Linked DNA regions of Rattus norvegicus: region 1 is linked to region 2. Evidence: chromatin contacts called from public HiChIP or PLAC-seq data. All regions are on one chromosome and are shown on one strand. Each heading gives the region's core, a stretch centred on a gene start, on an enhancer-like site or on the middle of the called end of the contact. The rest is flanking DNA. Distances are from core to core; before and after follow the strand shown. Region 1 holds the start of Brms1l (BRMS1 like transcriptional repressor). Region 2 holds the start of Ppp2r3c (protein phosphatase 2, regulatory subunit B'', gamma).

Region 1 (4,478 bases), core at 1,329-3,828, 600 kb after region 2:
GCATGTGTCTGTAGGTATATATGGAGATCAGAGTTTGACGTTGATTGTCTTTCTCTATTATTCTCCTTTGTAGACATTGAGTTTGGGCCTCTCTTGTACCCAGAACTCACTGGTTCAGCCGGTCTTGGTTGTCCAGAATTCTCTGTCCCTGTTTCCTTAGCATTGTGGTCCCATGTAGGCTGCTGTGCTGGCCTGGTCTTTACTTGGATTCTGGTTACACGAACTCCAGTCCTCATATTTTCACAGCAAACACTTTACCCACTGAGCTATCTTTCCAGCTTCTGACAAGAATCTGAGACTTTGGAAGGAATTTAAAGTTAAGATCACAAAACTTATTTTATAAATGACCAGAGATTCTGTGTTTTGTCGAGTTTACTTCTGGGTTATTAGATAAGTGTGGCTTGAATCCATGCCTCTTGCTCTCTCACTTCCTTATGTCTGAGGCTGACCTCGAATTTGTGTCAAATCTCTTGCTGCAGCCTCTGGCGTTAACTACGGTTAAGCCACCCATGCCTGGCCCCCTTTGCTTACCTTTGAACAGCAGAAGCAGAAAGCACCCACTTGAGGACCACTGTGTGCCAAGAGAGTACATGCAAGCTCTGATGCCACACTACTTAACGTTCAAAGCTGAGACCTGTTATCTATTACCCGTATGACCTTGGTGAGGTAGTTTGACTGCTCTGTACCTCAGTTTCCTCCTGTGTAAAATTAACTCTCAGATTTGTTGTGGAGATTAAATGAACCACCTTATTTAAAGTACCCAACAGTGCAAGGCATAAGTAGCCACTAGAAATCTCAGTACTATTTAGCACACACTCTCTGGTTACTGATATAACAAAGATTAACTGGAACCAAGGGCTTTTGCCAACAGCTGTTTTTATTTGATCTGCATTTGAGAAGCGGAACCCAAGACTAGGAGCCAGAATCCCTGCTCTCAGGAAGATGAGGCCATGCAGTGAACTCAAGACCAGCAAGACTCTGTCTGGACAAACATGCTGGTAGTCTCAGATCCTAGCAACTGGCAGGTTGCAACATAATAGCTGCCCACACACAGTAGCTGTGCTTTGCCTTGTATTTTCACACTTGATTAAAACAACCCTTGCTTTCAAGGAACTCACAGTCCTATAGGTAGCCCACGGTGGCTGAATATAGCCTGGTAGGAAAAGAAGAAGAAAAAAAGGACTAAGTACAGATCGTAGTCATTGTCTGGGAGCACGAGAGCATCTGAAATGCGGGAAATGGTGGTGGTGGTGATGGTTTGAATATGCTTGGCCCAAGGTGTGGCACTTTTAGGAGCTGTGGCCCTGTCGGAGTAGGTGTGGTCATATTAGAGGAAGTGTGTCATTATGGGCGTGGTCTTTAAGACCCTCACCCTAGCTCCCTGGAAGCCAGTCTCCTAGCAGCCTTCAGATGAGGATGAAGAACTCTCAGCTCTGCTCCCGCCTTGGTGGTAATGGACAGAACCTCTGAACCTGTAAGAAAAGGAGCAAGCTGAGAAAGGAAAAATATTTAAAGGGGCACCGGGGAGTAGAATCTATGTTCTAGGCTATAACAGATCCTACTCAGCTAAATTTAAGTCAAGGTGTGGTTTAATCCCAAGAGACAGGGCCAAGCAGATCTCTGAGCCAAGGTCAATCTACAGAGCAAGTTCCAGAACAACTAAGCTTCATTCTACTTCCTGATGTCCCTTTAATACTTGAACCATATATTTTGTTGACAAAAAAAATCAACTCATCTAACCCACACAGTGAACTTACCAAGATAACCTGATAATGAGTGAAAGTGGTCAGTTATAAGTTACGATTATTATGGTAGTTACAGCGTCATCCTTGTCTGTGTAATCCTATCTTTGAAAAAAAAAAAGACACCTTTTTAAGTCAAACATTAATTTTTCATCGGAACCTGAAATTAAATCAACGGGTAGCTTCTTCCATTAAAAAAAAAAATGTAAGAATGCAAAATTGAAATACTAAAACTTCCTTTCCCTCTATTTTTTTGGTTGAAAAAATTTCAAGAACAATTATAATTTCTCTGTGAAAATTTACAAAGTACGAATTATTTCCTACATCTACATTTCAATTTAAGTTTATTAGCCGTAATAAAAGTAATACTAATGTAGAAGAGACGATTCTGCAGCCCTCCATGCTCATAGAGTGTGCAAAAACCTTTTCAAGCAAAGGACCTTTTCACATTCTTTTCACATTTTGAGTAGCTGGGCAGATTAAATAACCAATTGGCGGGAAAAGGATAAGTACAGACCAAATCCGCGCAATCTGTTTCTGTTTAGTTTATAAACTGCGTTCCAGTATGCCAGCTTTCCTGCCTTGTGGGACTTGAAGTCCGAAGTTAAAAGTGATTGAGGCAGTTGAACCTTAGAAACCCACAGCCCGTGAAGCTCTGAGGCCTAAGGACTACAACTCCCGACATTCAGCGGAAGGCCGCGCCGTAATCACGGGTAACCAATCGTTCGCTTGCAAGGCAGGCCACGCCTCCAGCTCAGGGACAGTTTTCACCAATGGCTGAGCTCGCAGCGCACAGCCTGCGGGTTAGGTTGTGAGGCTCTGGCCGGGGGTGGGGAGGAGTCGAGGGTTTCGGAGCGAGCGAGGCGGCCGGGTGGGTCGGGGCGTTCGGCGCGCCCTTCTCTGGAGCGGCAGTGGCCGGGCTGGGAGCAGGGAGTGGGAAGCGACGGCGCGGCTGGAAAATGCCGGTCCATTCCCGAGGAGATAAGAAGGAGACGAATCATCACGATGAGATGGAGGTGGACTACGCGGAGAACGAGGGGAGCAGTTCCGAAGACGAGGACACCGAGAGCTCGTCGGTCTCCGAGGATGGGGACAGCTCAGGTGCGCGACTCAGCTGGGCGGGGATGCCGGGTCCCTTGAGCCGGGCGCGCGACAGGCCGCGGTGCTCACGCCGGGCGGCGCGTCCTGCTGGGAGCGCGGGGCGGGGAGATGGGGAAGGGGCGGGGACTGGCTTGGCCTCTGGCACCCGGAGCTGCGGGGCGCCGCGGGCTCCAGCTCCCGGTCCCGGGAAGGCTGAGCGCCTGCGGGCTTTGGGGACCCCAGGCGATTCTGTGCACCGTGGGACCCGCCCTAGGGTCACCTGGCGGTACCCTGGGGCTACCGACTGGGGAGTGGAATGTCCGGCTTGCTGATCTGGAAGACTGGAAATGCCCTTTAATTCATACCACCGACCCTTTACTAGTAGTCTCCCCAACCCTTGTCTGCATGTGTGCGGACTGAGGATAGATTTGCCTTGGTCCTTGGCGGGCTTGAAACTCATTAACCTTCACTTGCAGATCAGCCTGTCGCTAGTACTGTCATCAGAGGTCTCGAGGGGATTGACTTGGGAACTCTCCGGTTCTTTGTAGCTCTCTAAAGTTTTCAAGACCGACAAAGGACCAGCCTGAGGAATAATTTCAAATCATTGTCAGGTTTTAATCAGGACCATGTGGGCAGTGTTGACATTCCCAGAATCTTCAAGCGATGATTATTTTGTAACTTCGGGCGATTTCTTCTGCGTCTTTAATACTTGTTATTCCAACATATGACAGACTGAGAATGACTTCTTTGTCTAACCCTGGTTTGGCCATGAAAAGGGAAGCATTGATAATAGGTTAATGACAGTGTGGTATCATTCCACACTTTTTTTCTAGGTTTGTCTGTCAGAGTATACTTCTTAATGGAAGAAGGTAATGTCAATAAGTCAGCCATCCAAAAGTAAATATTTATGAGGGAGAGTTTTCACTCAGCACGAGGCAAACATTTATAGTTATTTTATCTCGGTTGAAGAACAGTATTTTGCTTACTCAATAGGACTTTTGAACACATGAATTCATTGTAGTTATGGCAGTGTGCACAAGACCTGGGCAGGCTCAATCCGGACAGAAATCCCAATAGGGTAGAGGTGGGCATGGTAGTTCCACCACTAGCAGAGCTAAGGGCATTTGTTAGTATGACCCTTGGTAGGTCAACCACACATCAGGGCAGGCAAACCAGATTGAACGCCATAGTTTTACAAAAAAGAAAAAGTAGAGGACTTGGAGTTGGGCGAATAGGGGGATGGCGGTGGTTCAGATTAACATTTTCAAAGAACTGATAAAAATATTTTAAAAGCTTGTTGTAAGTTACCACTTGATTAAGTTGCTAAACAAACAATTGAATGTACATAATGCTGTTGTTAGGAGCAGAGGACAGACTCTAGAACTACGTGGTCAGCACATTTAGTGGGGAAAGAGCCACTGTGTTGTTTTGAAGAGTTTGGGTTGGGATAGTTAAGGTGGAAAGTTCATATAGGAGAAGGAATGTAAGAAAAAGTGCAAAGGGCGGAGTTCAAGGCTTATAGAAGGATGAGAAAACAAGTTTGGTTGGGAGACCAAGAAGCTTGAAAAGGCAAAGAATGATGTAGACGTGAGAGATTTCAAAGAAGACAAAACCCAGACTCGGTGGATACAAGTTTAGGAGTGAGGTAAGAGGAAG
Region 2 (4,350 bases), core at 1,089-3,588:
AGAGAAAAGCAGCAATCTTTGGAGGGGAACTGGGGAGATGACTCAGTAGATTAAGAGCACGTGCTGCTCTTGTAGAGGGCTCCGGTTTGTTTTCCAGCACCCACATGGCAACCAAGTGTAACTCCTGCTCCAGGGGATCCAGTACCTTCTGCAGGCCTTTGCAGGTGTCAGGTCTCAAAGAAACCTGGGACAAATGGCTAACTGAGGTGCCTACTAACATATCAGCAGAAGCAGGATCCCAGCTTGCTCCTCCTTGCTTTTCTCACCTCACGGCCTACCCTAAACCACCCCAGTGGACTCAGCTTCCTTCAGCTTCTGATCCCGTATAACTCAGGCATGTGGGCTCCTCACTCACTCTCTTGGTACCCACGTGCTCTCTTGGTCCACTTGCCCCTCCCCCTTGCTCTTTCCCACCACTCTCCTCTCATGCTAAAGTCTATTCTGCTGCTCCGGTTCAGCCGGGACTCTCCTAGTCTGAACTCGCCCTCGTAGCTACAGCAAAAGCTTCTCCTCAACCAGGTGTAGGCCACGTCCTCAATTTTCGCTCAGCAGGCAGTGCACATGCACATACATTACACACTTGTTAATGGCAATGGAAATGATTGAGGAGAAAAAGCAAAGTTACCAATGTATGAGAGGAAAACACTGAAGAGAAGCCAGTGACCGTATGAGAAAGAATGCAGTCTAGTGAGGGGCAGGAGGGACTCAACTACACTCAACTCTTTTCTAGAGACAGGGTTTCTTTGTGTAGTCCTGGCTGTCCAGGAACTCTGTAGACCACGCTGGTCTCCATCTCAGAGATCTACCTGCCTCTGCCTCCCAAGTGCTGGGATTAAAGCCATGTGCTCAGTGACAATTCATTTTAAAGGTGAAGGTCGGAGGTAAGGATACATACCTAAGACCTGAGAGAAATGGTAACTGGCAACAGTTGAGGCTCTCCTTTATAACCTGCGTCTACTTCCTCTTTGAGATACAGAGTTGAAAAATAAGCTAGCTCACCAATTTAAGGGGAACAACAGAGAAGCCAGACTGGAGGTTTGGGAAGATGAATTAAGTGTAGAAAAGCAAATGCTCTTCTTGCAGATACAACCAAAACAGATACTTTAGCATAGAACTCACAATGCACAATGATTTGGGTTATCTTTTTGGTTTGGGTCTAGCCTCTAATTGGCTGAGCCATCTCTCTAGCCAGGTTCTGTTTTGCTTTAGCCAATTGCAGCTGCCCAGGAGCTGGTGTGGAACTGGAAGGATTTAACAAGACTGGCAAGCAAGTGTGAAGGACCAAGGTACAAGCAATGTAAAACGGATTGATGAAATTTAAAAATGGAGGGTTAAGTGAAAAGTGAGCGTAAAAGGGGACAGGCACTCGGGAGGCAGGAACAAAAAGGGTAAATAATTCAAGTCTAGCCTCGGCTATATGATAAAACGCTGTTCCTACGGAGGAAAAAACCTATAAGGATGAATTACAAGTCTTGGTAAGATTGAAGGTTTGAATCAAGGTTCCTAAGTCTAGTTTCTAAGTTTAAGATCGTGGAAAATGGGAACCACCGTTATGCTTTCATTCCTAGCAGGTCATTTACCAAGAAATGTGGGTCACCCCTTGGTATATCTCGAAAGCACATTCCACTCTGACTCCTTTGTCAGGGAAGTTTAACAGACGCGCAAAGTACGGCTCTCACTTCCTCCGCTACCCTATTCACCTGGTCCGCCACTTCTAGCCTAGGGCGGGCTATCTAGAGGGCGGTCCCTCTCAAACTCACTCTTTGGATCCGAGTTGGGCGACGCTAACCGCCGACGAAGCACGTCTTTCCAGTCCATGGCTGACTCCCGCTCAGAGGACCCTACATTTGCGGTTTGTTAACAGCTCCACCCACTACCAGCTGCAACGTCAGACGCCACCAAAACAAGTGGAAGTTAAGAAGGATGCCTGTACGCCATCTTGGGCAAGGGCGGAAGCCTTGGCTATAAAGAAAAAAAAGGAAAGATGTTGTAGCTATTCCAGATACGGCGATCACGCTAACAGGGACGAAATCAGACATGAAATAGATGAAAAAAATTATCCTTCTTAAGGGGGTGTCCCAGCTCAGCAAGTCAGATATTTAAAGGCCAGAAGAAATCTGCGTGACTTCTTCGTTTGGGCATTTGGCGCGTGCGCACCACAGGTGAAGGACTCCATTGGCATTTCCTAATTGAGAAAAGTATTTTCGTCACATTTTTGTTTTCTCTCTGGAAACCTTAACAGTTCCCAAGATGTAATAGACGCTTCCGAAGCTGTACCCAGCCCTCTTGGATACTAAAAATTTCAAAATTACCTTTATCTTCGCCATACTCAACAGAACGCCTGAATTCCAGCCATTCAGGCCCCAGCGGCTCGTTCAGCGCGGTGCCTTGTGGGAATTGTAGTTTTCGCCGCATTTATGGTTGCTTTAAGCTTGAGTAGCGTGGTGTGTTGTTTCATGAAGTGAACTTCGTTTGTCAGCAGTCCGTACAGTTAAGTCTGAACTCTTTCTCAACCTCACTTCCTTCTCTGTGATGTTTATGCTGCATTTCCTTGATTCCCACCCCCTTCTCTGAAGAGTTTTGCGTCCTGGAGAGAGTTGTGAAAAGCAAGGAACCCTAGACTGGCTTTTCTTGCTGCTGCTGGAACTACGGTTGGTGGTTCCTGACTGATTTTATTTATTTTCGTGTTCTCGCTCCCGTGATATCCCGCCCCTCTTCAGGACCGTAGTAATCCGCAGGAGTTAAACTGGGAGGTCCATGTGCTTTTTCTTCAGATTCGAAAATTGGAAGGTAACAGGCACCTCAGGATTTCCGTTCCGTCTTCTGGTTTAGGGATTGCTACTAGTGTTGGATGTCCTTGGATTGTTATTTAATGAATAGAACTCTTGTGCTTTCCTTCACATTAAATCGCTCCAAACATATAATCTTGGCTTGTTTATAAGGGAGAAACAAAAAAAAAAAAAAAATTCAAGAACTGGGCTTCCACTGTCTTCAGCCCTCAATACCTTAATTTTACATAGTGGAGTGAAGCTGTTTTTAGAAGTTGTCTCATTCAACTCACAGCAGAATGACTTTCTATTTGTCTGGTTTTCGGAGCTTTCTGAAACTTTGGAAGAGCAACCCTTATTTTGAACTAGGCCCTGCGACCTCTTCTGCCTCTTTCTTTCTCGGGGTTCACTGTGTCATCGGGAACCAACAGAGATGGTTTTCTGTTAAACCTACCACCCCTCCAAATAGCAAAATACTCAATCTACTGGTTACTAAAGCTAGAACACTCAAGAAAGGAAATGACAGCAATAAACAAGCTTCTTCTGGTCCTCATTATTTTGCTGCTGGAGAGGCTAAGAAGAGGTCCCACCTAAGTGGTAACCCTCAGAATCAAGGTCACACCTTGCCTGTGAAAAGCACTGTCCAACTCCCAACTAAACCTTTGAATTCCGAAGAGTGGGATAAACTTAAAGAAGATTTCAAAGGAAAGGCCAGTTTCGAAGACTTCGTCATTTCACAGATGACACGCAGCTGCAGTTCAGTCGATGTGGCCAAGTCTCTCCTGGCTTGGGTAGCAGCAAAGAACAATGGTATCGTGGGGTATAATTTACTCGTCAAGTATTTATATCTCTGTGTCTTTCATAAGCAGACGTCAGAAGTTATCGATGTCTACGAAATAATGAAAGCCAAGTACAAGAGTTTAGAATCTGGGGGTTACACCCTTCTCATCCGGGGATTAATCCACTCAGACAGATGGAGAGAGGCCTTGTTGCTGTTAGAAGATATTAAAAAAGTCATGGTCCCTTCCAAAAAGAACTATGGTGACTGTATACAAGGAGCCCTCCTTCATCAAGATGTGAACGTGGCTTGGAGTTTGTATCAGGAGTTGGTAGGTCATAATCTCATCCCTCTGTTGGAAACTTTAAAAGCCTTCTTTGATCATGGCAAAGACATGAATGATGATCAGTATTCAAACCAACTCCTGGACATTCTTTTGTATCTAAGGAATAATCAGCTGTATCCTGGAGAGTCATTTGCACACAGTATAAAGACGTGGTTTGAAAGGTAACTTTGATTTTGTATATGTGGTCTGTGTTTTGTTTATTAGTTGCTAAGACTCGTTTTATTCAACTTATGCCTTTTTCTGTCTTGAGATAAGAGTTGTTTCTCCTTTAAAACAAAATATTCTCCTAAGAAAGTAGTAGGGGTAAATTTGTACTACTCTCTACTTGTCACGTAAAAGGAAATTATATAGCACCTTCTGTTTTTATATAAACAGATCTCTTCTTTTTAGAACTATATTTTCTGAGGCGTCTGGCATGAACAACAAGCAACATTATAGCAAGTAAAGGGTTTGTATCT

The links. HiChIP or PLAC-seq counts read pairs in DNA pulled down with a chosen protein or histone mark.
Region 1: an H3K27ac HiChIP or PLAC-seq map of oligodendrocytes shows a contact between it and region 2, with 12 times the contacts expected there. The contact joins the promoter of Brms1l here to the promoter of Ppp2r3c in region 2. A contact is called at or near these places in 3 of 12 Hi-C or Micro-C datasets (the A7r5 cell line, hepatocytes and mammary epithelial cells) and 1 of 1 datasets of contacts at active chromatin or transcription factors (oligodendrocytes).

What each region holds. Positions count from the first base shown.
Region 1 is chr6:78,999,225-79,003,702 of GRCr8, forward strand. Brms1l (BRMS1 like transcriptional repressor) reads left to right here and starts at 2,579. Exons shown (of 10, transcript NM_001395086.1): 1 at 2,579-2,843. The coding sequence starts at 2,702. LOC102546497 (a long non-coding RNA gene) reads right to left here and starts at 2,396. Exons shown (of 4, transcript XR_005505941.2): 1 at 2,260-2,396; 2 at 1,758-1,847; 3 at 1,373-1,472; 4 at 860-1,153.
Region 2 is chr6:78,403,588-78,407,937 of GRCr8, forward strand. Ppp2r3c (protein phosphatase 2, regulatory subunit B'', gamma) reads right to left here and starts at 2,339. Exons shown (of 14, transcript NM_001014196.1): 1 at 2,313-2,339; 2 at 1,761-1,962. The coding sequence starts at 1,818. Prorp (protein only RNase P catalytic subunit) reads left to right here and starts at 2,555. Exons shown (of 7, transcript NM_001106730.2): 1 at 2,555-4,053. The coding sequence starts at 3,068.